5 separate regions of the Mus musculus genome follow, and regions 1, 2, 3 and 4 are each linked to region 5. The links are chromatin contacts, called in public Hi-C, HiChIP or PLAC-seq and promoter capture Hi-C maps. All regions are on one chromosome and are shown on one strand. Each heading gives the region's core, a stretch centred on a gene start, on an enhancer-like site or on the middle of the called end of the contact. The rest is flanking DNA. Distances are from core to core; before and after follow the strand shown.

Region 1 (4,595 bases), core at 721-3,220, 1.3 Mb after region 5:
ACTTTATCAATCATTATGTAGTTGTTTCTACATGTAAAAATTAACTTTATTTTTTAAAGACAGGGTTTCTCTGCCTTGGCTGTCCTGGACCTCACTTTGTAGAACAGGCTGCCCTCCAACTCACAAGAGATCGGCTTGCCTTTGCCTCTTGAGTGTTGGGATTAAAGGTGTGTGCCACCACACGTGGCTACAGATTTTTATCTAAAGAATACAGCAAGTGCCTTCCCAATATAATTAATATAATTAAGAGTGTTTTAGTTTTTGTTTTTAAAGGCACTAGGGACACTGTGATGAAACTAGATGTCGCCAGACTGGTTTGTATTTATAGTGTCTAGTTTACAGAAAAATTCCCCAACAAGGCTGCCCTTCAGGTAACCTGTGATTAGAGCAAGGGCTAATGTTTCGATAAGCTGACTAAACCCCGCTGCTCCAAATCCAGGGCGCCCAATAGGTAAAGAAAACAGGAAGTCTTTGACACCAAGGACGCCAAGGCTCATCCCACACCTGCCAACCCCCTGGACTGAGCACTTACGGAGGGAAATACTGCAAGGCTGGTCCCTGATGGCTTGCTAACTACTGCGTGTGGCCTTAACCATGCCCCTCCCTCCCATGTCCACCTGGCTACTTGCCAGGCTCAATCTGGGCATGTGGGAAGTGGGAATTGTCCTCAGATGTAAACAAGTATCACTCACGAGCCAGAGGGTTCCCAGAGCACTGATTCTTCAGCCCCCAACAGGGCTTCAAGGCAGTGAGGCCACTGTGTACAGTGTCATCCACTGTCATGGCAGCTTTATCCAGCCCACAGAACACACCGTGCTCAGATCAAGCTAGAGGGAGTGACTGTAGGAGGAGTTCCACAGCACGTGGGCCCTAGGTGACAGTAATGGGTGGATGATAATGTGCAACTGGTACAAGATAACCACTTTCCACTCCTTTTACTGAAGGCCTAAAATTGCCCTAAAACAAAACGTATTTTAAAACGAAAAGTAGGTCTAAGGGGCACAGGGGCCAAACCCACACTACGGACATGGAGCAGAAATGCTGATGTCCTGTAGTCAGGAATAAAGTTCTACGTAGGAATTATCAGCTGGCAGATGCACAGAGGCAGGAATACAGATGGCCACAGGCTGGCCCACGGTGTCAGCATCTGACCACACTTTAGCCGGCTGTGCAATTCCAATCACTGGCCACAGAAGGGAGGACTAGGTGAGACTACTCTGACAACAGGACTCGCCAACCAGCGGAAGCCTTCAGAGAAAGGGAGGCCAGGCGAGGAAGAGGGTGTGATAGAGAAGGAGTGGCGGGAAGAGAGGCCTGTAAGAGGGAGGAGGCCTAAGTGAAGAGGAGAGAGGCTAGTGATAAAACTGAGTCCAGGGAAGGGGAGGCCTGAGAAGAAGTTGGCTGGGGAAGGAGGCCTGGGAAAAGGAAGGAAGGAAGGACGGGGGAAGGGCAGCTCTGAGAGTAAGGCAGGGACTCAGAAAGACGAGGCCGAGAGAGGAGGAGGGGGAACCAGGCAGAGAAGAGGAGGCCCTGCCGAGTAGTACAAGCCCGCCGCCCCCGCTCTGCTCCGCGACAGGCAGCCGCATAAACCAATGAGGGTGCGGGGCGCCGCAGCGCAGCCAATGAGCAACAGCGGAGGTGGGGCCTCGGCGCTAAGCCGCCACCCGCGCCCACCTGAAGAAGAGGGTCCGGTACATCTGGTGCGCCTCGTAGTAGTCGCCCTTCTCGACGCTAGCACGCAGCTTGCCCTCCACGCGCTGGACGCCGCCGCGGTTGCGGGCGCCGTTGCGGGCGCCCTCCTGCTCTGCCATCGCCGCCGCCGCCGCCATGGGCCGGCGTTCCGCGCAGAGCTGACGCTGTCGCAGGCGCGGTCGGCGGCGCCTCCCGGCTTCCGTCCCTGCGGCCGCCGCACTCCTTCTACGGTGGCCGCGAGGAGCCGTGCGAGGGCGGGCGCGCCGCGGGCCGCACGTGATCGAGGCGGAGCCTGCCGGGATCGCGGGAGCCGCGCGAGGACACGCCCCTGAGGGGGGGTCTGAGAAGGACCCTGAGAACACAGGCCAGGAAAAGCCGACGGGGTGGGGCTCTCAGACTATCGCGGGAACTTGTTTGTAGTCTTGCGAGAGTGGGCGGGACCGAGGTCTTGGGCGGGACTACACGCTGAGCTGTCCCCAGCTTAGTGTCATCACTGCACAATGTAATCAGCCACGTAGGCTGCGCAAGTAAACTGAGGCAGAAGACTCAGCGATGAGGCGTCTTATTCGCGCGCCCCCTGAAGTTACCCTTAGCGCATGGATGAACCAGACACATTTTAGAAGCTTTGACCTGTCTCACACCTGCCCGGGGAGTGCCCCTCCAGGTGGCAGTCATCCTTAGTGACATCTGGGACAGGGCAGTATGCTCAGGCTAGAACCTGTAATGTCTCCAAGAAGACCTGGCTGTGGTTGGAGCAGGTGACAGCAGAGAAGGGAGGAAGGTCATGATTAATTGGGGGAGGATGGGAGGTGCTGGCCAGGGTCAGAGTTGTCCTCTGACAGCATCCAAAACTCAGGTTACAAAACCCTACACATATCCTTAAATAATGAGTTTGGATGCTGGAGATGAAGTTCAGGGCGTTCATTTCTGTCAGCTACACACTCTCAGCCTTCCATTTACTCTGGCCCTTGAACTTGTGACTCTCCTGCCTCAACTTACCTACTTTTTATGCCTGCACCCGGGCCAGCTGGACTAGCATTTTCTGCACCACACCCATGTGCAAGCAGAAAGCATGGTAACAGATTAAGGAGTCTGTAAACATGATCTCTTGCTGTGGGGTCCGCTTAAATCCAACCTAAAACCAACATAACTCAAGACACCAGGTCAACGCAGGTAATCAAGCCGCTATTGGTCAGGGCCGCAGAGCAGATGAAGCTGAAGTAAAACCCTGAGGGAATACTGTACAGCCTAAAGGATGAAAATATAGAGAAAGGGGGAGGTGGGTGGGCAGGCTGTAGCACTGTCTAATCATAATCCGTCGTAAGGGGTTGGACAAGGGCGTTCCCACTGTATCAGGATAGGTTGGTTCCTAGGCCTGGAAACATAAACATTAGTTTGACCCTGCCAGCAAGATGAAGTTGTCCTCGAGATGTCTGGACTCAAGACAACTATTTCCTTACAACAGAAGCTGTTCAAAGTAAGCTATTGGGAAGTCCCTAGCTCCCCTAGGGCCTGGGAGCTTGGTTTCTTGATATGATTAAATGGAGCCTGAAAACAAGATGGTAGTACTTAGAATAAATGTCTTTTGCTGGTTCCCAACACTCTGACAGTACCGTGCTCACCCTTCTGTGAAGAGGGATGATGCTCTGTGGGCACTACCACATAAGGAAGGACCACTTGGATACAGCATTCTACCTGATGATCCAGACACCTAGTAACAAAGGGGCAAGTGATTCATGCTGCATGAGTGTCCGACCAGGGGATGACTTGTCTGGATGGGACAGTGTAGTACAGTTTGTCATAAATTCTTTTTGGAACTTTTTCCCCTCCTAGATAGGGCCTATTATATTGCTCTGTTTGAGTGTTCTGCAACTTGCTATGTAGAACAGTCTAGTCTTGAACTTACAGTGGTCCACCTGCCTTTGCCTCCTGAGTGCTGGGATTAAAGGTGAGCACTACCCTCCTGGCTGGAATTCTCTCAAGATGTTTAGCAGGTCCTCAAGAGAGCAAAGCCCTAGTAACAGGCTTCTCTTTAAAACAGAAACAGCTAGGGGCTGGAAAGATGGCTCAGTGGTTAAGAGCACCTACTGCTCTCCCAGAGGTCTTGAGTCCAATTCCCAGCAACCACATGGTGACTCACAACTTTCTGTAATGGGATCTGATGCCCTCTTTTGGTGTGTCTAAAGACAGCTACAGTGTACTCATATACATAAAATTAATCTTTAAAAAGAGAGAGAGAGAAAGAGACAGAGAAACAGCTGCATGGTGTGGGCTCAGCACTCAGGCAGAGGCAAGCAGATTGGACGTCGAGTCCAGCCTGGTCTACAGAGTGAGTTCTAAGATATAAGAGCCAGGGTTAAACAGAGAAACCTTGTCTTAGGGTGAGAGGGAAAAAAAGTAAAGGAAAGCCTATGAACTGAGGATGCTTAAATCAACGTGACACTTCTGTATACATGGTAGGAACCAGAGCTGTTAAAAGGTATGAAAAATGCTCCAAAAATATATTCGGCAGGCTGTAGTAGAAAGGTGCTCTGGCTCTGGAAGCTGAGCTCAGGGCCTTGTGACCACATCCAGACCCAAAGCCTCTGGGCCCACTTCCTTTGAGCCTGACTGGAATGTCTCTGAGCGGATTCCTCTAAGCAGGAAGAGGCTGGCGGAGGCTTGAGTGACAGTGGCAGTGCCTGCAGGACTTAGCAGGAACTCTTCAAGCACACAACCTAGCAATCCCTCCCATTCACATGGGCAGAGATAAGACAAGCCAAGAAAAGAAATACACACTTTTATTAATCACTTGAAATCGCACATGCACTTTTAAAAATTAACTCTTTTATTTAAACATCTCAATAGCATCTTAATTTAGTGGCAGTAGAAGCACTACCAAAGACAAGTGTTTTGAAAAGCAT
Region 2 (4,518 bases), core at 192-2,691, 1.9 Mb before region 5:
GGGGGGGGGGGGGGGTTCTAGGCAGGTGCTTTACCACTGAGCACATTTGTTATCTTTTTTATTTTGACACAGGGTCTCACTAAATTATGTAGCCTGATCTTGAGACTGCTCTATGGCCCAGTCAGGTCTTGAACTTGTGATCAATCCTCCTGCCTCAGCATCCTGCGACTCTGGGATCAAAGGTCTGTGACCATAGAACTTTGTGTTTTCTTGCTTTGTGATGCACACAGAGGATCACAGAGATCTATCTTTGGGGTAAATTTGCTCATGTGCTGGCATGTGTGTGGGGTGTGTGCAAGGCAGACTGTGGGGCCAGACACCTAGGGTTCCAGCGGTTCCCCTTCCCACACGACAATATATAAGTTACTCCATGTTTCTGCATACCCCAGATTCTCAATTTCATGTAGTCTCTCAGAGTAATGATGTCATGTGACTATGAAGCTTAAGAATTCCCACTGTGTGTATAAGCAAGTTCACAATAATCACATTATTTATTCATTCAAAACTGAAATAACTGTTCTTCTACTAGGTACTACTCTCCAGGAATGGCAGCTTATACCACCACTTGCGAAGCTGAGAAAGGAGAATTGTGAGTTTAAGATCATTGTTGAATAACAGCAAATTTGAAGCCAGCCTGGGCTACACAGAAAGAGCCTATGTCAAAACAGCAACAACAGCAATAATAATGGTCAAATGTGGTTATTCAGCATTAATTTCAAATTTTATTTAATCTAAAACCATAACCAAAACTTACATTTGAGAAAACTGGGAGGGTCACCTGGTAGCGAAGTGGGTTAAAGGAGCTTGCCACCAAACCAGACAGCTTGAGTTTGAAGGAGAGAACCGATTGCCACAAGTTGTCCTCAGACTTATGTGTCCCTGGGTATGAGTGCTCCCACCACTAAACAAAAGAAATTTTAAAAATACAATAAACATTTAAAATAAATTAAACATAAAAAGAGCAGGACCCAAGGGAGGGAGTGCTCAATGAGAAAACTTCAGAACTGTGAACTTCAGAAAAGAAAGCTTTAAAGACAGTGGGGAGATAAAGTTAGGAGCTAACGGGTTCTGTGCTGAGGGTAGCAACATCTTTCCTTTTGTATTTTAAAGACAGGGTCTTACCATGTAGCCCAGGCTGGCCTTGAACTTGAAACTTCAGCTCCCTCCCCCGCCCCAAGTTTTGGGATTACAGATGTGCACCACCACCCATCTAGAACTATCACCCCATTTTTGAGCAAGCAGAAAGCCCACAGAGTTGCCCACTTCTGGGAAGAAGTGTGTCACCTCGGGAAGGAAGTGGTGTCTGAGATGGCCTGCCCCCCCCCCCCGCCCCCCAGCCTGGCTTTTGGCCATTTAGAAACAGCATAGCTGTGTTAAACACACAGAGTGCTGGGATAATTGGAAACAGATGAGGTGCAGCCTGCTTCTTTTGACTGTTGCTTGCGAAATGCAGCCTGTAACAGCCATGTGGTGTGGGGAAGCTGTGCTAGGCAGGCGGGTTTGCCAAGGATGTCTTGTACCTATGGGCCACACTTTTTTTTCCTGCTCTGCGAAGCCTAGTATGCTCCAAGGGAGAGGGAGAACAAGCTGTCTACGAGTCTCCTAAGGTTTAATGTAAGATTTCATCTATATGATGTCATTTTACATCCCTTTTTGGGCGGTGTGGGGGTATAAGCACACAAGTGTGTACATGGGCATAGACTGAGACCTTGTCTGGGAACAGGGAACTCAGTTGAGAAAATGCCTCCATTAATTGGCCTGTAGGCAAGCCTGTTTTTTTTTTTTTTTTTTTTCTATTTGAGAGAGTGTCACTCTTTCAAGCTCTGGCTATCATGGAATTCTCTTACAGACCAATCTGGCCAAACTCAGAGACCTGCCCCGCTCCCAAGGTGCTGGGATTCAAGGCGCCCACCATCACACCCTGCTACCATTTTCTCGATTAATGATTGATACAGGATATTATGGCTTGTATATGCTCAGGGAATGACACTATTAGCAGGTGTGGCTTTGTTGGAGTAGGTGTGTCACTGTAGGCGTGGGCTTTAAGACCCTCATCCTGACTGCTTGGAAGTCAGTCTTCTCTTAGTGGCCTTCAGATGAAGATGTAGAACTCTCAGCTCCTCCTGCACCATGCCTGTCTGGATGCTGCCATGTTCCCACCTTGATGATAATGGACTGAACCACTGAACCTATAAGCCAGCCCCAATTAATTAAATGTTGTCCTTTATAAGAGGTGTCTGTTCATGGTGTCTCTTCACAGTAGCAAAATCCTAACTAAGACATGGGAGGTGATGCCACCCCTGTGCAGATGGTCCTGCCATGAGGAACAAGCCATTAAGCGGTGTTCCTCCATGATCCCTGCTTCCGTTCCTGCCTCCAGTTCTTACCCAGATGTCTCTCCATAATGCACTGTAAGCTGTAAGCCAACTAAACGGTTTCCTCTCCAACTTGTTTTTGGTGATGCAGTTTTGTCACAGCAACAGAAAGCAAACTAGGACAGTTAGCAGCAAGTTCGCTCCATTCTTAGTAGCGCAGGAGTATCAGGCACCATGTGGCTTTTCTATGTGGGTGCTGGGGATTCGAACACAAGACCTTATGCTTGTGCAGTAAGTACTTTTACCTACTGAGCCACCTCCCAAGCCTCTTGAGCTCCCTTTAAAATGTAGGTCTCGAACTCAGAATTCTGTGCATCGTAGGCAACCACTAACCAAGCATACTCGCCCAGCTGTAGTTGTCAAAGCAAGAGGTAGTTAACATACAGATTCACTCTGAAATCTCCCTACCCAGCTTTCCCCAACAACACTGTGTAACTGTTTCCTCTGATTGGAATAGAGAAAAGCAGGGGGAGAAGTCTGGAAAACTCACAGGAAACTTGTACAACTCAGGAAGCTCAAGAAACTTACAGAACTCACAAGGCTCCTTCCTGTGGCTAGGTAAGTAGTAAAGAATTATGGGGGAAGAAAAGGTTCTTCCGTGGAGCTGCCTGCAAGTTGCATAGGAGGTTCCAGGTCTGCAGCTTCTGAGTCACCCACGCTGGGGTAGACTTTCCAGTGATACAGCTGCCTTTCCTTCAAGTCTCCCATGCTCCTATGAGGAACTCCAGGAACTCATTGGTTCCCCCATGAGACTCTGGTGAAACTGATTCTTTGGTCTGTCATGGTGTCTCCCTAGAAAAAGTCACACAAGCACATCTGTAGTCCCGCTTAGTCGAACACATCAGAAAATATGACGCTCAGATACATGTCATTCCCCTGCAGAGGCTGATGCTCCTCCGTGGCTTGCCAGAAACCAATTACTGTTCAAATGACAAAGACAGGAAGCATGTCCCAAGGAAGGCCACTTTCAGAGAACCTCTCCCCTCTGGCCAGAGCTCTGACGGTGACTGAGTAATTCTAGGTATGTCGTGAAGCAGTCAGTGGTGGCTGAAAGCTGCCCTTTCCCCTAGTTAACAGAACTTTAATTTCATACAGAGTTGTAAGGGGGCTCAGCCAGAAGAGCATCTCAGGGGCTGCAGAGATGGAGAGGTGGGTACTTCCTGCTCTTGCAGTGGACCAGTCCTATAAATCAAGCCACATCCTCAGCTCTGCAAGGGGGAAATGTTTGGTTGTACATTGGACATAGCAATTGGATGAAACGGACAGTGTTCTTTAGGTATGGATAGCAGGAGTGGACAAAGTAAAGGAGGTAAGAAAATTGAAATTAAGGAACCTAGAATTCTTGGAGGAAAAGGGGGGTTGGCTTGTGCTGACAGCTGTGAGGGGCAACAATGGGATTGTTTTCCCCAACATAGAGAAAAATGGCAGGCAAGCTTTAGTTGCTACTATGGGAAGGAACTGATGAGGCAAAGGTAAAGTTTTGTGAGGAGCACAAATTTGGAGGGACAGGAAACAGGTGGAGGAGAATCAAAGGGCGGAAACAGGAAACAGAAAGGCCTTCCCCACTGGAAAGATCAGAAAGAGTTGAATGGCTGAACAAACATAAGGAGTGGAAGCTCAACCCTAAGGGGAGCACGAATGCCACCACAGAACAGCTGAGAGGCAATACCCTACCAACTGGCATGATTCTCTCTCTCAGCACTGGACAAATCACCTTGCTAGTGTTTGTGGATTTTCCCTTAGTGTTCTTGCCTCACAACTCAAGTGATGCTTGATTTCGTCTGTTCTACACTCGGATGTATGTGTGCTTGTGTGCATATATACATATGTGTGCATGTGGGGGTCAGAGGGACAACTTGCAACAATTGGTTTTTTGGCCGGGCGTGGTGGCGCACGCCTTTAATCCCAGCACTTGGGAGGCAGAGGCAGGCAGATTTCTGAGTTTGAGGCCAGCCTGATCTACAAAGTGAGTTCCAGGACAGCCAGAGCTACACAGAGAAACACTGTCTCAGAAAAAAAAAAAAAATTGGTTTTTCCTTCCTTCATGTAGGTCTCAGGGATCAAACTCAGGTGGCCAGGCTTGGCTTTGTGCCAGCCCCCTGTTCTGAGTCCAGTGTCTATAAGGGGGTCTCTCTGGGTCGTA
Region 3 (5,196 bases), core at 1,449-3,948, 1.0 Mb after region 5:
TCAAAAACCAGGATGTGGCAACATATGCCTATCCTGACAGCACTGGAAAGGCTGAGGTAGGAAAATTATGAGTTTGAGGCTAGCCTGGGATACTTAGTGTCTGGAGTAGAAAAGAAGCAGATACAGATCGATGGAAAGTCTATTTGGATGATCCGACATCCTGACAGTGTCCATTGCTTTCTCTAAATTAGTTTACAAAGGGAAGCTGATCCTGGTTAGAAATATCAGCAGCAAGCTTGCTTCCGGATGCAAGGAAGTCAGTGCTTAAATTCAGATTAAAAGTAAGTGTGGGCCAGGAGCTGCCTCAGTTGGTAAGGTCCTTGCTGAAAGGAGATGGGGACCTGATTTTGCATTCCCAGGATCCAGGTTTTTTTGTTTGTTTTTTAATGCCAAGCTTGACGGTTCTCCTGCGTAATTCTAGCATTGGAGAGACAGAGACAGGAAGATAGCTGGAGCTCACTGGTGATCTAGCCTCGACGAATCTGTAAGCTCTGGGTTCAGTGAAAGACCCTGTCTCAAAAAGTTACTCGGCAAAGTGATAGAGAAAAACACCATGAAGAAGACCTCTGGCCTCCATACATGTATGCACAAACACATGAACATATACAAATATATGACACACGCCCACCACACACACTCATACACTACACACATACCACACACTTGCCTGCACACACACAAACACAAACACACATTCACACCACACACTTGCCTACACACACTATATACTCATCCACACACATGTACACACACACCCCACACAGACCACACCACACACTTACCTGAGCACACACACACACATACATGCACACTACACACTTGCCCCATGCACACCATACACACACACACACATACATACCACATAAATGTAAAAGACAGCCAACTAGAACAGAAAAGAAAGTCCAGAAGGCCTCAAATGCTATGTATAGAGTCGGTAGGTAGGAAGAGACTGAGCTGTGAAATGATTGGAGTCGGGGCACCTGGCTGGGCAGGTGACATAACTTGGTAGAGTGCTCACCTACCATGTAAGAATCCCTGAGATCAACCCACAAATACATTTAAATTGGAAGGGAAAGAGTTGGGGCAGGCAGTGGTGGCACATGCTTTTAATCCCAGCACACCAGGGCCAGAGGCAGGCAGATCTCTGTGAGCTCAAGGCCAGCCTGGTTTTCAGAGTGAGTTCCAGGCTAGCTGGGGCTAAACAGAGAAACCCTGTCTCAAAAAAAAATAAATAAAATAAGGTATCCTTATACAGAAAGATTGTTACCTGTTATCTCTGTGTTGGCCACTTTCACAGCAAATGCCAGCTGAGCTAGAGTTCTTGATTCTCAGCCTGTTAGAGGCTTCAACAAAACTCAGGTGAGGGAGTCTGTCTTTTCTCATTGCTTGATAATTCCCCTCTCTCTATTCTGCATCACAAGGAATTTACTGTCTCCTCTTAGTTGGCTAGCAGCATCAGCAATAAATCACACCCACTCCATCTGTAATTTTGTCATTTTGAAGCAGGGTCTCACTAAGCCTTGGCTAACCTGGAACACACTATGTAGACCAGGCTGGCCTCACACTTGTAGAGATCCACTTGCCTCTGACCCAATGCTGGAATTAAAGGCTGTTGTGGGGTACTCTGAAGAGAAGACTGCTAGACATGGTTTAAGCCAATAGAAAATCTTTATTAGCTGTCCAGCAACTACACTGGGTGATGGAATCCTAGTGTAGCACTGAGCCTTTTTCCAGGTGATTTTTTAAGCACTAAAACCATGTTCCGAGTTGACACACAGTTAAAAAGAAGAGTAAACCAGAAGTGGAACTAGAGAGGCTGGAAAGCAAGGTTAGTGTGTGTTGAGACTTTCCCAGCACTATATGGACTCTGATGGACTAGGCCCTTGTTTTAGTTTGGGCAGGTGGTGCTGTCTATGTGCTGCTAAGTTTTACAGCCTCATGGTACTTCCAATGTGGAGTCAGTGTGCTAAGGTCTGGTGGCCTACTAAGGTCTATGGCCCTGTTACAAGGCCAGTGACAGCTATGCCAGACCCTTTACATTACTTCTTCACTACTTTGTGTGTGTGTGTGTACACATACATATATTATGAAATGTACATATTTACTTATTTAGTGTGTGTGTGTTTAGAGGTCAGAAGACAGCTTGTGGGAATTGATTTTCCTTCCGATTTATGGATCCTGGACATCAAACTAACGTTACCAAGCTTTACAATAAACACTTTTACCGTCGGAGGCATCTCACTGGCCTTTATGAATCTCGAGAAGACCCCGAGTTTCTGATCCTCCTCCCTCTATCTCTTTGGTGCTGGGATTATAGGCTACAACAGGGTCCGACTTTGAACTCCCTACACAGCGGAGGATAGCCTTGAACTCCTAATCCTTCTTCCTAGCTTCCCTAGGGCTGGGACGAAAGGCGTGCACCTCCAAGCCCGGCACCCCTCGGATATTCTAACTTTACCTGCTGGAATTCTCTGAGAGGTGTTCTATCTGTTCAGCCCAGCACCAGCGGCCAGAATTCGGCCGCACGTGCCCACGCCACCAGGTGTTGCCCTGGCAACTGACTGCGCTCTCAGCTCAGAGAGATGACGCCAATATCCTGCGCCAGGGCTGCGCCCTCCCATGCGGCGGCCATTGGCTGGCTGGAAGATGGACGCCTTCCCGATCCAATGGATAGCGCTGATCTTCTGAGGGCGGGACGGCGCGGAACCTGCTGAGCTGGTGGTGGAGGCGCGTGGCAGAGGTGTGCGAGAGTGGGAGCTGCAGGTGCGTGCTGGGTAGGGTGGGGTGACGGGGGGTTGTCGCATCCGCCCGGGGAGACGCGGTCCTGGGCCGGGCTGTGCGTCTCTGCGCAGCTCTCCACGTGGATTTCCAGAGATCTATTCAACCACCCACCTACCCATTTACCCCTGTTGATACAGGCGACCACTTAGCCATTCGTCCACTCCTCCGTCTACTTAAACGTCCATCCACTCCTCTACCCAATTATCCATCCGTCCACCCACCTATTCATCCAGGCACCCACCCATCCATTCATCTATATCCTTCATCCACCCACCCACTTATTCATGCACCCAACAGTCCTTCCATGTATCCATTCTTACAAGTTGGGTGTGGTGGTACACAGCTGTGGTCTCAGTATCCTGAAGGCTGGGACTGAAAAAAATTGCCGCTAGCTCGGTCTAGCCATGTCTTCTAAATGAGACTCCGTTCAAAAAAAAAAAAAAAAAAAAAAAGATTCTTTGGGTTCCTTTTCTGTATCGGTGTCACTCAAGGCTCTGGGAAGAAACGGGGGCCAGAATAAGAATCCCAGATCTAGGGAGCCCAGGTTTTTGACTGTAGAAGATCTCTTACTAATGGTCTTAGGTACCATGGAGATAATTTAAGGGAGTCTTGTTCCTTCTTTGAGCTTGCTGAGGCATAGTCTTTCTGGTTTCTGCTGCTGCACTGTGTACCCCAGGCTTACCCCCCTGTCTCTGCCTTCCATCTCACCATAGGAGAGACGAGACGACAGATTCACACACTGCATCCAGCTTTTTATGTAAGTCCCAGGAATCGAACTCATATTATCAGGCTTGTTCGGCAGGTGCTTTTACCCACTGAGAACTCCTAGCCCTCTGTCTTCTTATTTCCTTGCTGCATGAAGCAGCAGTCAGTGCCTCTGGATTTCATTTCCTAAAGGACTAGTGACATTGGGCATCTTTTCATGTTCTTCACTGTTTGTTCAAGACCTTTGCCCATTCTAGAGTTTGCAGTGTGTGTGTGTGCCAGAGGTCAACTTTAGGTGGTCCCCAGCAGCCATCTACCTTGTATGTGACAGTGGACTCGACAGGCTAGGCAGGGACGGAACTCAGGTCTTCAGGCTTAGTGGCAAGCGCCTTTACCTGCTGAACCATATTGCTTTCTCCCCCTCCCCCACCACTTCTTTTGTTTGGTTTTTGTTTTGTTTTTTGAGAGAAGGTTTCTCTGTATAGCAAGCCCTGGCTGTCCTAGACTCCCTTTGTATACCAGGCTGGCTTCGAACTCACAGAGATCTTCCCACCTCCGCCTCTAGAGCTCTGGGATTAAAGGTGTGCACCACCCCACCTGGTGCCCAAATTCTTTTATTGTATAATTGCCAGAGTTATTCTGTGGTGGTGGCCATGCATGCCTTTAATCCCTAGAGGCAAAGGCAAGTGGATCTCTGTGAGTTTGAGACCAGTGTGCTCTACAGAGGGAGTTCCACAACAGCCAGGTTATGGAGAAACCCTGTCTTGAAAAGCAGAAAAACAAAAAGAGTTCTTCTCAGGCTCCACCACATGCAGATTTCCTGCCTGTAATGTGTGAGACAAGCACTGCTCTGAGTTGTCTTTACTTTCTTGCTGGCACTGTTCCCTGGGAGAAGCTTTTAAATTTTGTTTTATTATTTTCATTTATTTTTTAAAATTGCTAATGTGTGTGTGTGTGTGTATACCATGTGTGCGTAGGATCCCATGGAGCTCAGAAGAGGCGTCAGATCTCCGAGAACCGGAGTTCTCAGTGGGTAAAAGCACTTGCCGCACAAGCTTGAGGACCTGAGTTCGATCCCTGGGACTTACATAAAAAGCTGGATGCAGTGTGTGAATCTGTCATCTTGCCTCTCCTATGGCGAGATTCGAGGTGGTGATAGGAGAGTTCCAGGTAGCTGTGAGCCACCGTGTGGATGCTGGGAACTGAACCTAGGTCCTTTGCAAGAGTTGTAAGTACTCTTAACCTATGAGCCATCTCAATAGCTCCTTTCTATTTCTATTTTTAAGTGTGTGTGTGTGTGTGTGTGTGTGTGTGTGTCCAGAGGTGTTGGATCTGGAGCAGGAGTTACAGTTGATTTTGAGCTGCCTGAGATGGGTGCTGCCAACTTGGGTCTTCTGCAAAAGCTGGTAACCAGTGAGCCTCTCTCCAGCCCAAGGACAGAAGGTTTTAGTTATGAGGTAGTCCAGCTTATTTTTCTCTTGACTATCTAGTTATTGGTATTTATTTAATGTATGTGAGTACACTGTAGCTGTACAGATGGTTGTTGGGAATTGAATTTTTAGGACCCCTGCTTACTCTGGTCAACCCCGCTCGCTCAGGCCCAAAGATTTATTTATTATTATACATAGGTACACTGTAGCTGTCTTCAGACACACCAGAAGAGGGCGTCAGATCTCATTACAGGTGGTTGTGAGCCACCATGTGGTTGCT
Region 4 (4,732 bases), core at 95-2,594, 1.9 Mb before region 5:
TAACTTACCGGCAGAACTTGCTGTGCTGCTGGTCTTTGGCACGCCTGAATTTGACCCTCCCCGCCCTCTCCCAGTACTGATGCATGCCAGGTTAAGTGATCTACCATGGGGCTTCATCCCCAGCCCACAGTGCAGACTGGGTAATCCAGCCACCCACCAGATACACTGGGCAGGGAGTCACACACAGGGGAGGAGCTATGCAGCGCTGCACTTGATTGAAGACTTGTAACTTGCTCATTTTCTGCAGTTTTCCACTTGGTATTTTTGGACTGTGCATAACTGAAACCACAAGCAAGTGAAACTAAGGCTGGGAGTGGGTTGGGGTGGGGAGGGGAGGGGCGGGGCTCGGTGGGGTGCTAGACTTCTGATGCAGACTGGGGTGCTCTCCAAACGCAAATCTCCGAGAGCACAGGAGACTGAGCTAGCCCTAGCCCGCAGTAAAGTAGAACTGTACTACAGCTCCATGACTAAGGGGGCCAGTTCTCTGATGCCGACTTCCCTTCATTCACATCACCACTGCTAACCTTTGCTACACGTGTACATGCAGGGGGCGGGCACGGCACTGCACAGCCTGGGTGTGGAAGACGGCAACTTTAGGGACTCAGCTCTCCCCTCCACCATGCGGCTTCGGGACTGAGCTCAGGTCTTCAGGCTCGGGAGGGAGCACCTTCCTTTACTCACTGAGCCATCCCACCAGCCTTTCCATCTTAATTTTGGGACAGGGTCTGTAACAGAAGCGAACCCTGAGTTCCCAGTTTCAGCCAGACAGGCTGGCCTCAGATCTGCAATCTTCCTGCCTCAGCGCCCTGGGTGCAGGGATTCCTGGTAAATGCCTGGTGCTGGGACCCACAGGCTACTTTCATGGCTGCTATGGCAGTCTGCTGAAGTGTAGTCCCACGGAGCCTGCTTTAGCCTCAGTAGCCTCAGCAAATGATTAACCAGCTCCCTGTTTTCCTAAATCACTTGCTCTTCACAGAAAGAAAGGTCAAAACACTGCCGAAGCTGCAGTTTCTTTCAAAGAGCTCATTCATCTGCTGGGCGGAGCCCTGCAGGCAGGGACAGCCCCCCCAAAAAAACCCAACATACACACAACTCAAAACCACAGCGGAACAACCCGCCCTGGGAAATAAGGAGCCACCCAACAAACTGAAGCCAGCCTGGTGGGGGGGGGGTGGGGGGGGGGTGGAGTGAGGCAAAGGTACCGAACCCTGGGATCCGCTCCATGGAGGGAGGAGCCACAGCTGGGAGGTCCCCAAGCCTTCGGTGCCCAGGTCGGCCAATAGGGACCCGCTAGCAAAGCTCACCAAATTAGGCAAGCAGACTGAGCAGGGCGGGGCCCACTGCTGCGGGCTGGGAAGTCAAACCCTTTCCCCAAGCCTGCCCCACCCTGGCTCCCGCTGCCTGGGAGAGGAAGGGCAGGGCGTGTTTGTAAACACGTGGGCTCCACCCCTACACAGAAACTCAAACTGAGAAAGTCTTGGCAGGCGAACCTCCAGCGGCCGGCCGCTGAGCTTTACAAAAGCTCAATGGAATTCCTCAGTGTGGAGATAAACGGATGTCAACAGAGATCTTTTGTTGTGACACTTAAAGGCCCAGGGAGTCCAGAGCAAGTCCCAAGCCACTGTCAACAGCGACTGCGGACAGAGTGACCACGCACCCGTGGGAACTCAGGAGGAGCCAAGGGCCTGCCCCCTCCCAGCAGTACCAGGAATGTGGCAGACACAAAGTCGGGACTCCAAGGGAGCACTGGGGACACCAAAGCACCAACTGCTGGGCGGGGGTTCGGGGAGAGGGGGAGGTCTTTACAGCCACTGTGCCACCTGACCAAAAGCCACTCTACACCCGACCTATGATCACTCAGTGTCTTAGCCAGCTGGCTGCTGTTTTGTTTTTGAGACAGGGTCTCATGTAGCTGGGGTATTACACACGGCTTTTGATCCTCCAGCCTCCACCTGCCCAGAGCTGGGGCTGCCATGGGCCACTGCGTCTGCTGTTATCAGTGCTCAGGATCTTGCAGGCTTTCTTGGCAAGCAGCGCTCCACCAACCAGCCCCACTCCCAGCACGCACCACTTTTTCTTTGTATTGTCAATGAGAAACGTTGAAGCCAGGCATGCTTGTGCCTTTAGCCCCAGCTCTGGGGAGGCAGACGCACACAGGATAATTGAGGCCAGCCTATGTAGTGAATTCCAGAGTTACAAAGTGAGATCCTGTCTCAAAAACAAACAAACAACACAAAAAACTACACTATTCAATCCCACAATCACGTACCCTACCTAGTACTGGATATTGAACCAAGAGCCTTTGTTTGTTTGTTTGTTTGTTTGGAGATGAGGCCTCACTATATAGTCCTGGTGTTTCTATAACAAATAACGTAGCCGGCTGGCCTTGATGTGACCCTCTGGCCTCAGCTCCCAAGTGCTGGGATTTCAGGTGTGTGCCACCATGCCATGCCGGGCTAACCTAGGGCCCCTTTCAGGCCCCTAAAGTGTCTACCCCTGAACTCATCCAGGTCCTCTTCTTATTACAGGATGACAGGGTACCACTTGTTGCCCAGGCTCATTTTGGTCCTACTCAGTAGCCCAGGCTGGCCCTGAACATGCTTTTAGGGCTGCCCCACCTGTTTCTCATGTGAGTGTCGTGTGCTTGCTCAAAGCCACATGATTTCCCATGTAAATAACAGAAAGGCTACAACTTTCTTAACTGTTGGGAAGCCAGGAGCCCCAGCAATAGGTGACAAGAACCACTGGTGGGAGGGGCTTTGTGAGGAACCCTCAGTCTCTCAGTGACTGAATCATTCATTTTATATAAACAAACACCTGCACCTGCAATCCCAGCATCTGGGAGGCTGAGTCAGGAAGATTACTGCAAGTTTCAGGCAAGCCTGGGTAACAAACTGAGTTCTGAACCAGCCTCACTGCAGTGAGACCCCGTCTCAAAAAGCAAATCAGGGGCTCGGGCGGCCCTGAGGGTAAAGGTGCTTGCAGTCGAGCTGGTGGGAAGGAGAGCAAAGACTCCCACAGGCTGTTCTCTGACCTTCACATGCCCCTCCCAACAAATACATACATACATACATACATACATACATACATACATCAATATAGCTTACAAAAGAAACAGTATCAGAACAAGTCGCCCACACAGGGCCTCCCGACTGCTCTGACTGCCCTGACCTCTAAGGGGACCGGCCTGGGGCCCCGTCCAAGTTCAGCACCTGGAAGACATGCTCATGCGTTTGGAATGTGGGTCTTAAGAACAGGGAGGCTCCCAGACTGAAAAGAAGCTGGGAAGAAGCAGTCTCTGATGAAATCAATGGCTGAAGGACACGCGGCGGGTGCTGAGCACAGGCTGGCTGTCAACTCTCACCACCGCCTTCCTTCCGCGGCCTTTGCCATCACTGCAGGCTTCACAGCCTGGAAGATGTGGGCGGCTGCTGTGGGAAGCAGCTATGGTGTGTCCTACCCAGGAGACACAACCCACAGTCCACATGTCCAGAACAACAATGGGCTGGCTCTCCACCTCAGCTCTGGGCTTGCAGATTCCCAGGCTGTACCTGTCGCCAGCGTCAGGAAAGAGGACGGACTCCAAAGGACCCGTGTACAGACATTACATGGTAGGAAACAAAATAAGTTCACCAAGACAAACCAAGGGACCCATACACATATACACACACGTATGTGTGTTCAAGTGCAGTGTGTGCTCACACTTATCCCTGCTGATACTCTTAACCATCTTTGGTTTCCACCAGGAGGAAGGACATCTTCAGATGTCATCCCCTGACCTTGAACCTCCAGAACTGAGAATAAAAATCTCCCTTATGTATAAACTTTAAAAGGATCCAACTCCAGCCAAGTGTGGGGCTGCCCAGCTGGGATCCCAGCTGACCAAGGTAGGAGGCCCAACGGTTCCAGGCCAGCTTGAGCATCCGGAAGCTTCCATAGCAACCAGCTGGGGGCGAGGTTGTGGATATGCCTCAGTGGCAAAGTCCCTAAGCCAGTGTGCTGCTTCAAGTAAGAATGGCTCCTAGAGACAGGTCATGTATTGGAATTAGTGGTCCCCAGGTGGTGGAATGTTCAGGAAGGATTACAAAGTATGCCACTAGGGATGGGCTTCAAGGCTTCAAAGCCCGCATCAGGTCCAGCTGTCCCCCATCTGCCCCTCCTGCCTGCACATCTAGTTGCCGCCCAGTGCCATGCCTGCTTCCAGCCCCTCAACCAGGAGTCATGGACTCACCCTCTGAGACTGTAAGCAAGCCCCTAATTAAATTAAATTTTATAAGTTGCCTTGGTCATGGTGTCTCATTACAGACAGAGAAAAGAGTCTTAGCGTCTTAGTTAAGGTTATACTATTGGTACTACAAAACACCATGACCAAAAAGCAAGTTCAGGCAAAAGGGGGTGTATCTGGTGTACACTTTCATATTGCTGTTCACCACTGAACTCAACGAGGGCAGGATCCTAGAGGCGGGAGCTGATGCAGAAGCCATGGAGGGGCGCTGCTTACTACCTTGTTCCCCAGGGCTTCCTCAACCTGCTTTCCTATAGAACCCAGGACCACCAGCCCAAGGATAGCCCCACCCACAATGTACTCTATCACTAATTGAGAAAATGCCTTACAGCTGAATCTCATGGAGGCATTTCCTCAACAGAGGCTCCTTCCTCTCTGTTGGCTCTAGCGTGTGTCAAGTCGACACAAACCCAGCCAGTACAACTGATTCCTTGACTTAACACACAA
Region 5 (5,181 bases), core at 2,207-4,706:
CAGCTCTGAGAAGGCCATGCATCCTCTTGGCCAAAGGGAAAGGCCGGCAGCAGTATGGGTGGGCTGCTCAGGCTGGGGAGCTCGAGGCTCGAGGGCAGCCCTTCCCCCACTGGCACTGGGTCTGCTGTTGCTTCAGAGTTTCTAAATAGTTTTTGCAACGTCACTGGCTAACAGCAGGAAGTATTATGTGAGAGGGCGGGCTATTTCCAGCCACATCTGTGGGCCAGCGACAGCCATCAGCAGGGGCTTACACACTAAAGGGGTGTGAAACTCACAGCTAGCCCCTCGGCTCCAGTTCCTCCTTCTCCAGCTCCTCCTTCTACCTCCTCCTCCTCCTCCTCCTCCTTCAGCTCTTCCATCTCTTTCTCCTCCTCTAGCTCCTCCTGCCTCCACCTCTCCAGTACAGGGATTATAGGCACACACCATGTTCTGGCTACTAAGTGAAGTGAAGACCTAAGCGGCTGAAAATGGTAGTCCAGGGCTGAGGGCACGGCTCAGCTGGCTCACCTAGCACATGCTGGGTTCTACCTCTAGCACACATAAACCAGGTACAGAGCGGCTCGTGCCAGTAACCCCCGGACTTGGGAGGCACAGGCAGTAGAATCAGGAAGGAGGGCAGGGTCAACTCAGCTACAGAGGAAAATGAGGCCAGCCTGGGTTACATGAGACCCTGTTTTAAAAACTATATAGTGGTCCAGGCATGGTGGTGCACATCTTCAATCCCAGCACTTGGGAAGCAGAGACAGGCTGATCTCTGAATTCAAAGCCAGCTTGGACTATAGAGCAAGCTCCTAGACAGCCAAACAAAAATGTGTGTGAGTGTGTAAGTGTGAATGTGTGTGTGCATGTGTGTATGAATGTGTATGTGTGTGTGTGCATGTGAATGTGTATGTGTGTATATGGATGTGTGCGTGCGTGCGTGCGTGGTGTTTTCCCACCTGATTTATTTCAGTCTTATGAGTAACCAGGCTGTTTTCCCTCACAGTACTTTCTGGCCTGGCCTTCCTAGAACACAATCACCGCCCCACCCAGCTCCGGTGATCATGTGGTACTGATCATGAACTGAGTCCACAGGCATCTAAGTGTGAGCATCCCTTCTGCCTGCCCCTCTTCTCTTCTCTTCTCTCGGGTTTTCCCAGACTCTGAGCCCAAGCACGCGTGCCTTGTGCTGGAGGTCCTCAATGTCACAGATTCTTAGCGTCTACAAACCACACACTTTCCCACGTCTCCTCCACCACCCAGTGCAGTGGGGGTGGGGACCAGCAGGAACCTGGCTGCTGCTCCCAGACTTGCATTGCTTCTTTCTTCTGCCCAGTTCTTACTGAATCGTACAGAGAGCCTCACTGCCCAGAGAAGCCCTGGGGGAACTCTGGCTCTGCACCACCTCCCCTAACCACTGAGCCACACCCACAATGTCATGCACTGCATCTCCCTACACCCCAAGCTTCCCTGCCCTTCCCTCTAGCATCACGAGTTTACCTCTGACAGACCTGGTCCTGGTTCCCATCACACCTCAACTGCAATCTCCAGCAATGGAACCTGGTCTCCAGCAGGGCATAAGGCTCTTCTCAAGCAGAAATCCGTCCTCCCAGAGCTGGGAGAATGGCCGAGTCGGTACAGTGCTTGCCACGCAAGCACACGGACCTCAGTCCAGATCCCCAGAACCAATTAAGTGCTGTGTGCCTGAAACCCTAGGCCAGCCAGCCTTGCCAATTGGTGAGCTCTAGGCCAGTCTGTTTAAGAGCAAGGACATGGCATTCCTGAGGACGACACCCAACGTTATTCTCTGACCTCCAATGCACCTGCATACACACATGGACATGCACACAACTCCTTGCCCGCCCCTCCAGAAACTAGTCTTTCCCCCACAGGCCCCACCCCTCATGAGCACAGCAACTCAACGTCTCCTGAATTAGCTGCTTCCAGTCTTCAATGCTAAGGGTTTCTTTTGTTTGGTTTCTTTGAGACAGGGTTTTATGTAGCCCAGGCTAGACTTCAACTGTAGACCCTCCTGCCTTCACCTCTTGGGGATTACAGGTACGTGCCACCTTTCCTGGCATTCTCTTTGCATACCGCAAACGTCTTTCATACACTTGGCACTCAAGTGGCCCTGAACCAGGACGACCTGAGCTACCCAGGGCCCATGGTTCCCAGCATTCCACCCAATATGGTGGTTTGCCCTTACAGCAGGAAACTGAAGATGCAGACCCACGAAAGCGACATGACAATACGGGTACAAGCAAGCTCAGCCCCAGATCCTAGCAAGGAAATTAAACATGAAGGTACAGGCAGGCCCTTTTGTAATTTTTGTGTTGTTTTGTTTTAAGTCTGAGTCTTACCCTGTAGCCCAGGCTGGCCTGAACCTCACTATGCGGCCCAGGCTGCCCTCAAACTCACAGCAATCTTCTTGCCTAAGCTCACAAGAACTGGCACCACGCTCCACCTTAGGCAACTCGCTCCACCTTAGGCAACTCGCGAAGTTGCAGTATCATACCCAGCACATAGCAGTTTCCCAACAATCTTTTTTCTCTCCTTCACACCCGGAAACAGGGCCCTAACTCATGTTACCTAGGCTGGAGCCACACGGTGCTGTCCCAGCAATGGAAGGCTCACAGCCCCGTTCTCCCCCGAGGGTGACATTCCCACTCAATTCCGGGGCTCCCAGCGCAGCGTGGGATTATAAAATAAATAATTTAAGAAGGGTGCAAACATTACAGCTCTCTGTGCGACAGCTAGGCGGATGTGCGGAAGGAACCCAAGGTCTGCCAGCGATGTCTTCGTGGCCAGAAGCCCAAAGAGAAGATAGGTCCTACTGTTAGCCACTAATGCGCGGCTTCCTGTGGCCCACCAGGCATGAGGCTGCTGCTGGGGGCACCCGCAGCAATGCACAGGGCAGGAGGATGCTCAGTAGACTGGGGTGAGATGTGGGGCCAGTGCTTGCTCGGTACAAAACCTGGCTTCGGAGACAGCCTCCTGCAAGGTCTGGCCGGGACACTGCAGCACAACAGTCTCTGAACAATTGCTTTCTCGCCTGGACACCCAAACAGCCAGAGGCAAAACTGGGAAGGTGTTTTCCCAACCTCCGAGCCAGCCGCTACTACTGCAAAGGAGGTCGGCCAAGTGGCCACACCTTCCTCCACGCATTCTGCAGGGCTGCACAAGAAGATGGCTCAGAGAAGGTGCACGCTTGGCTAAGGTTACACAGCCAGCTGGACAGAACTGGGATTCGAACCCGGGACCACGTGGGAGCTGCCTAAGCCAGGCAGAAGGAGGTACCAATCTGCATCGCCAAACCATGGACCATCGCCCCACCCTAGGACTCGGGACTCCTACGCACCCCTCGCTCTGCTCGAGCCTGCGCTCCTCACCTAGCGCCCGCCACAGTCACCGCCGCTGCTGCTGTTGCTGGTGATGCTGATTCTGCAGCCGAAATCGCCTCCTCCCGCTAGCAGCCCCGCCCGAGGCGCGGCTCCGCCCCCAGGCAGACCTCCCTCCATCCTCTCGCGAGAGCTAACGAGCGGGACTACGCCCGTTCTGGATGCGCTTGCGCACTTCTCCCCGTTCCTGCCCTCGCCAGCCAGTGCCATGTGGCACCTTATTTACGGCCAGAGATTGGTCCCACCCACCATCCCTGAGCGTCCCGCCCCTTTTGCAGCAACCAATCCGGAGTGGGGGCGTGGCTGATCTCAAGGGGCGTTGCCTGTCTCGCAGTTTGAACTTGCAACGTGGGCTGTGCAAGCTGACAATCCTGTCAGAGTTTATGGGGCTTAAGAGAGACCATGCAGGTAAAGCTCTTAGTGAGAGCCAGGCATGGTGCAAGCTGTCACCGCAGCTACTTGGCAGGGGGGAGGGAGGAACGGGAGGGGCTGAGGCAGTAGGATAGGAAGTTCCAGGTTAGCCGTACTTAATGAGAGCCTGTCTCAAAAACAAACAAACAAACAAACAAACAAGGTATGGGGAGAGGATTCAGTGGGTAAATGAGGTGCTCGCCTCACAAAGGTGAGAAACTGTGGTCAGATCCACAGAACCTGTGAACAGCCCATGCTCGTGAGCCAGGCTCCGTGGTGCTTGCCTGTATGGCAAGACCGGGAGGCAGAGAGAGAGTCTGGAGCTTGCTGGCTCCCTAGCCCTCTCTATATGGTGAAGTTTCAGACAAAAGAGAAGCTCTGTCTCAAACAGAAGTTGGAAGGTGCCTGAGGTTGTCCTCTGAGTCCCACATATCACACATGAGGTGCACACATGCACCTGCAAAAGAAAGCTAGCGTGGTGACGCACACTTAACATCCCAGCACTGAGCTGCCTTCCCAAAGCAGGGGACTGGTTCCGAGCCAACGGGCTCTCCCAGTGCCTAGGGTTAGAAGCCTCTTTCTGTAGCAGTATGACACAGAATGGCAGAGGACAGAACCTAGGAAGATTTATTATATTCTGGTGGCAGATGATCCCATCTTACTAACTAGGATTCAAAACCTACAGCTGAGTCCCCTGGGTTGCCATGTGTGCGTGTGACCTGCTCAGGCTGCTCTAACTGTAACACAGACCCAGCCTCAACTATGGACAGCTCTTTTCCTAGGGTTCTGCAGGCCAGATGCCAGGAGTTGAGGTAGCAAGCAGGCTGGTTCTTGCAGAGAGCCCTGCAGGAGCATCTTCCAGCCCTTCTCTTTACCTCCCTTTTGCGTACTTCAGCCCAGATTTCCATTTTCATAAGGGCACAGCCAGACAAGATCAGGACTATCCCATGACCTCATTTCATTACCATTCTCCTGGCTCAGTCTCCAAATAAGGTCATCTCTAAGGCACTAGGAGCTAGAGCACCAACATCTCTTTCCTTTTGGGGCTGGAAGATAGAACACAATTCAATCTATAACTGTAAGTTCGAGGGCTCAGGTGTGGTTCAGGGGGGGTAGAATGCTTGCTCTGCCCTGGGCTCCATCTCTATCAATGTATAAACAAGGCATGATGCCACACATCTGCAACCCCAGCATTCAGGAATTGTAGGCAGTAGGATCAGAAGTTCAAAATCATCTGTGAGCCAGGCGTGGCGGTGCACACCTTTAATCCCAGCACTCGGGAGGCAGAGGCAGGCGGATTTCTGAGTTCGAGGCCAGCCTGGTCTACAAAGTGAGCTCCAGGACAGCAAGGGCTATACAGAGAAACCCTGTCTCGAAAAAACAAAAAACAAAA

What was found. Promoter capture Hi-C pulls out the DNA fragments that hold promoters and counts their contacts. A called contact is a pair of places that touch in the nucleus more often than the background predicts. HiChIP or PLAC-seq counts read pairs in DNA pulled down with a chosen protein or histone mark.
Region 1: a contact with region 5 is called in a Hi-C map of B cells, with 10 read pairs. The contact joins the promoter of Get4 here to the promoter of Chst12 in region 5. A contact is called at or near these places in 2 of 484 Hi-C or Micro-C datasets (B cells and muscle stem cells) and 2 of 115 datasets of contacts at active chromatin or transcription factors (astrocytes and pancreatic cancer cells).
Region 2: a promoter capture Hi-C map of liver shows a contact between it and region 5, with 5 times the contacts expected there. The contact joins the enhancer-like site here to the promoter of Chst12 in region 5. A contact is called at or near these places in 7 of 39 promoter capture datasets (the 3T3-L1 cell line, the C10 cell line, the SN4741 cell line and 2 more), 1 of 484 Hi-C or Micro-C datasets (CD4 T cells) and 3 of 115 datasets of contacts at active chromatin or transcription factors (astrocytes, embryonic forebrain and large pre-B cells).
Region 3: a contact with region 5 is called in a promoter capture Hi-C map of liver, with 2.9 times the contacts expected there. The contact joins the promoter of 3110082I17Rik here to the promoter of Chst12 in region 5. A contact is called at or near these places in 3 of 39 promoter capture datasets (hematopoietic stem and progenitor cells, hippocampal neurons and liver) and 1 of 484 Hi-C or Micro-C datasets (muscle stem cells).
Region 4: a contact with region 5 is called in an H3K27ac HiChIP or PLAC-seq map of embryonic stem cells, with 7 times the contacts expected there. The contact joins the enhancer-like site here to the promoter of Chst12 in region 5. A contact is called at or near these places in 4 of 39 promoter capture datasets (the 3T3-L1 cell line, embryonic stem cells, liver and 1 more) and 5 of 115 datasets of contacts at active chromatin or transcription factors (embryonic stem cells, large pre-B cells, microglia and 1 more).

The regions. Positions count from the first base shown.
Region 1 is chr5:139,249,699-139,254,293 of GRCm38.p6, reverse strand. It overlaps Get4 (golgi to ER traffic protein 4), which reads right to left and starts at 1,970. Exons shown (of 9, transcript NM_026269.2): 1 at 1,675-1,970. The coding sequence starts at 1,829. It overlaps Sun1 (Sad1 and UNC84 domain containing 1), which reads right to left. Exons shown (of 23, transcript NM_024451.2): 23 at 4,455-4,595.
Region 2 is chr5:142,377,619-142,382,136 of GRCm38.p6, reverse strand. It overlaps Gm31127 (a long non-coding RNA gene), which reads left to right. Exons shown (of 4, transcript XR_377178.3): 3 at 530-589; 4 at 1,850-2,447. Among named protein-coding and RNA genes, the nearest start is that of Gm31127, 8.3 kb to the left of the region's middle. Within about 2 kb of position 1,441, at least 71 of the 459 cell types and tissues checked have an H3K27ac peak or open chromatin away from gene starts, as enhancers often do.
Region 3 is chr5:139,458,036-139,463,231 of GRCm38.p6, reverse strand. It overlaps 3110082I17Rik (RIKEN cDNA 3110082I17 gene), which reads left to right and starts at 2,698. Exons shown (of 5, transcript NM_028469.3): 1 at 2,698-2,763.
Region 4 is chr5:142,437,258-142,441,989 of GRCm38.p6, reverse strand. The region is part of intron 2 of Foxk1 (forkhead box K1); the gene reads right to left. Among named protein-coding and RNA genes, the nearest start is that of Ap5z1, 24 kb to the left of the region's middle. Within about 2 kb of position 1,344, at least 384 of the 459 cell types and tissues checked have an H3K27ac peak or open chromatin away from gene starts, as enhancers often do. A contact at or near this core is called in embryonic stem cells, liver, pre-B cells and 1 more, where this site is marked.
Region 5 is chr5:140,503,884-140,509,064 of GRCm38.p6, reverse strand. It overlaps Chst12 (carbohydrate sulfotransferase 12), which reads right to left and starts at 3,456. Exons shown (of 2, transcript NM_021528.3): 1 at 3,369-3,456. Gm38728 (a long non-coding RNA gene) reads left to right here. Exons shown (of 5, transcript XR_001785006.2): 4 at 986-1,084.